Linked DNA regions of Mus musculus: region 2 is linked to region 1. A link is a contact called in public Micro-C data. All regions are on one chromosome and are shown on one strand. Each heading gives the region's core, a stretch centred on a gene start, on an enhancer-like site or on the middle of the called end of the contact. The rest is flanking DNA. Distances are from core to core; before and after follow the strand shown. Region 1 holds the start of Mcidas (multiciliate differentiation and DNA synthesis associated cell cycle protein). Region 2 holds the start of Fst (follistatin).

Region 1 (2,837 bases), core at 128-2,627:
AAATTCAGCAGAGTTCTTCTGTAAGGGGCCTGTTCCAGTGGGCTTAATGGTCCCAGCACTTGTTGTTAGAAAACTGGAAGTACCTCTTCCTGTGGATTTATCCTTCACCTGGATAAGACTACCTGTCCTTCTGGACACTTCATGTCCCACCAAAGAAGCATCAAGCCCTTGGCTTCTAAGGCACCAGAGCTGAGAGGTGCCTCTGACTGGGATGTGTCAGCGATGGCAAGATGTGGAAATTGGATGAGTTAAGATGACATATTTAGAAGGAAGGGGAGGGGGAGTCTCTCTTCCTCAAGACGGCAAGAAACTAGAATTTTGCGGCGAGCAGAATAAGATTTTTTAAGCAGCCAGATGCCCAACGTCCATCTCTGAAGATGGACCGTTTTCCACTAGCTTGTTTACAGAGTCCTTTGTCCGTTTCCCCCAGTGACTTCCATACTTCTTTAGTACCCATGAAATACAAATGGTTCCCGAGGGCCTGGAAGTGGGTGACAAACAAGACAGTTATTCTATTCACAGCTCCTCGGCCCACCAGCTCCAAATTGCCTTGTTCATATGAATGACAAGGGGCCCTGCAGTAAATGTCAGCCAGACCGGCTCTGGAAACGAGAACTTAAGCACATACTACAAGGGAGGGGAAAATTGGGGTCTAGGAGGTTTGGCTTGCTGCACTCTGCTCAATGCACCTGTGCTCCCAGTCCATCTTGAGACCTTTGAGGAAATAAACCCATCAGTTTTCTGGTTGGGTGGTTGGGTCGATAGTTGGCTGTGATCCGCTCAAGGGAAAGAGTACCTGCGACGCGGACGAATCACCACTAGGAGACGCTTCGGTTCCGAGCAGCGAGGTGCAGTCGGCGAGGTCCTGCAGGTCTATGGTTGTGAGAGCTGCGCGGGGGAGATCGGGAGACAGGCACCCAGCGAACCCTAAGCCTCTGCCAGGTCGCCACCAGGACCCTCAGTGAGGACCTCGGAACCAGGGGGAGAAGGGGCTGCGGACCGTGTGCGCGTCACCCACCCGGCATGGATAATCGGGTTGTGCAGGTGCCTCGGGGCTCACCTGGCAGTGGGGCGGGCTCTGCGTCCGGAGGGTCCTCGTACACCGCCACCGGGCTGCCGCCACCGCATCCCGAAAAGGACTTCCACGAAGGAACGAACTGGCCAGGCACAGAAACGGGGGATGCACATGGTCAGCGTTCGGAGCGCCGGGCTGGCAGACTCTCCCAGAGCCAGGACCACAGCGGGAGGATCCCCACCTTCCTCTCCGGCTTCCCGGGCTTGCCGAGGGTCCGCCGCGACAGGTCCAGCATCCTGTTGGGGCAGATGCTGTCGAAGGCCCGGCGTCCGGCTGCGCTGCCCTCGCACGCTTGCATCCTGGGATGAAGACCCACACCCAGTGCCGCGGCACCTGTCGGTGCCTGAGGCGGGCGACGGCGCGTGGAAGGGGCAGAGAGGGAGGGCCTGGAGGACAAGGGCTGTGCGGGAGGGGCGGCTCGCGCCTGAGCGCCAGAGGTGGCGCCTTCAGCCCGGGACAATCTGCGCGCGGGCGGAGGCGTTAACCAACCTGGCAACCTGGCTTCCCCCGGGAGCTGTGAGCGCGGGGCCCGGGCCCGCGAGCGCCCTTTGGCGCCGCGGCATCTTGGCCGCGCCAGGCGAAAGGGGGCGGGGATAGGAGAGAGAGCGCAGATGCCACCACCGGTCCCTAGCCTTCCAGTTTGCGGACCGCGGGGATGAGAAAAGTTAGCAATTCTTTGATTTTCTTCTTCCCACTCTAAAGACAAAGCATACAATAAATGTGGAGTGACCGTCGCCAGACTCCCGGAATTTGCCTATCAGGTTCTAGTAGGGAAATAAAGGGTTCTCCCAGGTCAGCCTCTAGATTACAGAAACTGCCCTTAAATCTGAACAGTACTTTGGATTTTGACGTATGGATTTCATTTGATCTCTCATTCTCGCCTACTGCCAAAGCTCTGCTCTGTACTCTAGCCTTGTAACTTTCCCGGAAATGGTGGTGCCTAAGCACATCTTTTTTTAAGGATCAAGAAAAGTGACAGTACTGAAGCAGAGTACTGAAGCCAGTTTGAATCTAGCTTGAGCTGCGTGCTGGCTCATAGGCCAACCTGCGCTAAAAGTGTGTCTCAGGGAGGAAAAAAAGAAAAGGAGAGGATAGGAGAGGGGAGGGGAGGGGAGGGGAGGGGAGGGGAGGGGAGGGGAGGGGAGGGAACGAACATTTATTCCAGTATCTGAAAAACCCTACTGTGGACATTTGCAAATCCCCTAAAATTCTGGTGGCTTCGCTGACTATCTCAGCATTTGGCTGTCTTCTTTACAGCTGGCCTCTCCTCCTACACAGATCTCTTCAAGTCAATTCTCTCCCAGGAAGAAGCATCTTCCAGAATCTGAGTCTACTAGAAAAAGACATCTCTCAGAATAGAGCATCTTTGGATGAAGGGACCTTTTGGGGGACCACCCAGATCAGTCCAATGTAAACAAGCATCTGAAATAGAAATTTGTGTACCTTTCTGCTGGGCACCTTGCTCTTGCCCTATATCAAGTAATATATGTGAAAGACCTTTTGATTTGCACCCATTAGCTGAATTAAGAATCAATATATTCTTAGCAGTGGTGGATAATGGGTGAAAAGACTTAGAGACACCTATTTATAAGAACTGAGTTAAGGTGTGCATCTGAGCTGTGAGGTTGTGGGGTGTGTGTGAGAGAGAGAGAGAGAGAGAGAGAGAGAGAGAGAGAGAGAGAGAGAGAGAGACCGCTCTGGCTTCCATGTGAGAACGCACAAGTATGGAGATTAAACTCCACCAGATCACTAGGCCTTTAAA
Region 2 (2,837 bases), core at 215-2,714, 1.5 Mb before region 1:
TGCGCGCGGTGCAGGTGCGGCGGCCGCGGGGCTTTGTGATTCATGCCCACTTTCAAAGGGGGGCTTGGGCCCGTCTGAGAGGCACCCAAACAACTGTCTTCTAATATTAGCACGGCTGTATTTCGGGATCTATTATAGTCTGTCCAGACAGATCCCATTGTAATGGGACCTTTTATTAAAAGATTAGCACTATCTCCTGCAGTTGGTGGAAAAAAATCTGTTATCACTGAGTTATTTGCAGTTGTGGAGGGGGTAGGAGGAGGGTGATGGAAGATGGGGGTGGGAGGATGAGAGGAGGACCGGGGGGGGGGGGCGCTAGGGCTGGGGCTAGAGAAGAAGGGCGAATTTGAAATCCGTAAGAGCAAATCCCAATGACCTGGGAATGTCCAAGAATTTTGTCTGTTTTGTTCGCTGTTTGTTGTCGTTCGGGCTTCAGAAGCGAAAAGAATAGAAATTTAAAAGGCAGCTTTGAAATAAACAATATAGCCTTTTCCGTGAAGTAATCGTTTTATATAAAAGGAAATATCGCCTCCTCAGTTTCATTCAGCCGTGCCAGAAAATGTTATAAATGAGAAGACCCGCCAACTTTCGGCGAAGAATGCCAGGCATTGCACTCAATAAACTGAGGCTGCAGAAGTTCATTATCATGGTGCAATCTTTTTTTTAAATAAGAGAGAGAGAGAGAGAGAGAGAGAGGAGTCGGGACAGAAACTGGGGCGTCTCGGAGCGGGGGAGGAGGGGGGCAGACCGCCTACGTCGGCGCCCCCGCTCGGGGCTGCGACTCCAGACGCGACGAAGTGAAAGGGGAGAAAAGAAAGGGAGAGGGCGAGACTGCCGGGGGCGGCCGGCTCCGAGGTGTTAAACATTTTTGTTTGCTTCTGACTTGTGGAGCCCGAGGGCCGCGTCTCCGCAGCGCTCGGCCCGGGTGGAAGGTGCCCGGGGGTCGGGGTTCTTAGCAACCTACTCCAGGCTGGGGGGGGAGGGGGCGCGGGAGGGAGTGGGAGGCGGGGGAGCTGGCAGGGTGGCCGCAAAGTAAGACACGTAAGAGACCTCGGGACACAAAACGTCTCCGGGACCCCGCGCCAAGGCTCTGCAGGGAGGCTCCTGAAACTGCTCCCCCGGGCATTGAAGCAGCTCAGGGATCCTGCGGCGGGTTGCAGAAGTCTCATCCCGGAGCCCTGGAGCAGAGGTGCTGGGGACCCATTCCCGGGGTCCTCCGGGGTCCCCGCGCTCCGCCGGCCGCCTCCTCCAGCGCCCTCACTCACACGCGCACACGCACACACGCGCGCACACACACACTCGCACGCCACCCCGGGCGCGCCGGCTCCGAGCGGCGGCGTGCAGGACTGAAGTGGATGTTCCTCCCCACCCCCGACGCGTCGCCCCCAGCCCCCGCCCCTGCCTCCTTCCCCCCTCCCCTCCCGCTCCTACGCAAATAAGAACTCGGCGATTCCCCTCCTGCCGCTTTGATTTCGGGCACCTCCGACAGATAATTGGGAAGGGTTTCCAGAAGGTGGGAAATGTCACCTGATTCACACTGAACTTTTAAAAGCTCCCCACCCCCAAAGAGCCGGCACACCCTCGGTCGCGGCCGCCCTCCCACAGCCCCACACACTGGGAGACCGCCCACCGCAAACCTCGGAGACCCCCGTCTAGATTTAAAGCGCGGCTGCGCCCGGCTTCTGACGTCCATTGAATCGCGCGGGCGGCCGGTGGCGAGCGCGGGGCTGCGCCGGGATCGCTGCGCCCTCCGCCGCTCGCCTCTGCGACGCGCGCCGCTCGCCCGAGCCACCCGCCGCCGCGCTCCTCGCCCCGCGCCTGCCCCAGGATGGTCTGCGCCAGGCACCAGCCCGGCGGGCTCTGCCTCCTGCTGCTGCTACTCTGCCAGTTCATGGAGGACCGCAGCGCCCAGGGTGAGTGGAAGGGATGCGCCCAGAGGCTCGGCTGGGGCAGGGGTTCTACTTTTCTGCTGTCTCCACTTGGTCTGTTCTGACCTACGCTGCTCTCGGAAGATGTTGGAACCACCCGGCTACTCCTGTAGAACGGAACGGGAGGGAAAGACTGAAGGCAGTGACACTTTAGGATAGAGAGCGGAGTTTAGAGCCAGGTTACCCTCAAAAAGGAAAGGGCTTGAGTGGAGGAGCTGGAGCCTCAGTAGTTAGGGGTAGATGCTCCAAGTTCTGGTCCTAATGACTTTAGATGTTATCTCCCCTGGCTGGCTCGGGAGAAGGGCGAGCATCCGTAGCCTGGAGATTACAGTCGACCTACTAGCAATCTATCCATCTTCCTTCCATATCTTTTGGAGACTCTTTAAAAAAAAAATGACGGGGTGGGGGATGGGAGATACCGAATTTTCTTGGGTGGCCGGGGGACGTGGTTTCAGAAACTTTGCCCAAACTTGGAAATGTGGGTACTGAAATTTTTAGAGGGAGGTAGTTTTACGCTTAGCGGATGCTCCTTCTGCCTCTTTCCCCCAAGCCCCGCGAAAAAGAAGAAAGACAAACCAAATTATTAGCCCGAAGTGTTTTAAGTACTTTACAGTTTTCTCCACTTTGCCTCATTCCTGTTAACTTCTGTGAACCAAGCAGCCCACAAGCTATTTAGACTCCGACCTGGATTAAAGAGCAAATTTCTGAAGTTTATCTTCTAAAATTAAAAATGAATTGATTTTATTACAATTAGTCTCCAGGCTGGATTTCTTTTTTAAAAATAGTGGTAACCCCGCAGCTTCACGACAATTACTCTCGAGTCACTTTGGTGATTCATGAGACGTCTGCTTGCCCAAAGTCCGAACACATTAAATAGGGACAGAGAAAGAAACTATTTGTAAAGAGGTT

What was found. A called contact is a pair of places that touch in the nucleus more often than the background predicts.
Region 2: a contact with region 1 is called in a Micro-C map of embryonic stem cells, with 8 times the contacts expected there. The contact joins the promoter of Fst here to the promoter of Mcidas in region 1. A contact is called at or near these places in 1 of 39 promoter capture datasets (cranial neural crest), 4 of 484 Hi-C or Micro-C datasets (all in embryonic stem cells) and 2 of 115 datasets of contacts at active chromatin or transcription factors (astrocytes and embryonic stem cells).

Annotation. Positions count from the first base shown.
Region 1 is chr13:112,992,408-112,995,244 of GRCm38.p6, reverse strand. Mcidas (multiciliate differentiation and DNA synthesis associated cell cycle protein) reads right to left here and starts at 1,377. Exons shown (of 7, transcript NM_001037914.3): 1 at 1,257-1,377; 2 at 1,061-1,157; 3 at 797-888. The coding sequence starts at 1,373.
Region 2 is chr13:114,457,578-114,460,414 of GRCm38.p6, reverse strand. It overlaps Fst (follistatin), which reads left to right and starts at 1,464. Exons shown (of 6, transcript NM_001301373.1): 1 at 1,464-1,913. The coding sequence starts at 1,829. All of the region lies in intron 1 of Gm41074 (a long non-coding RNA gene), which reads right to left.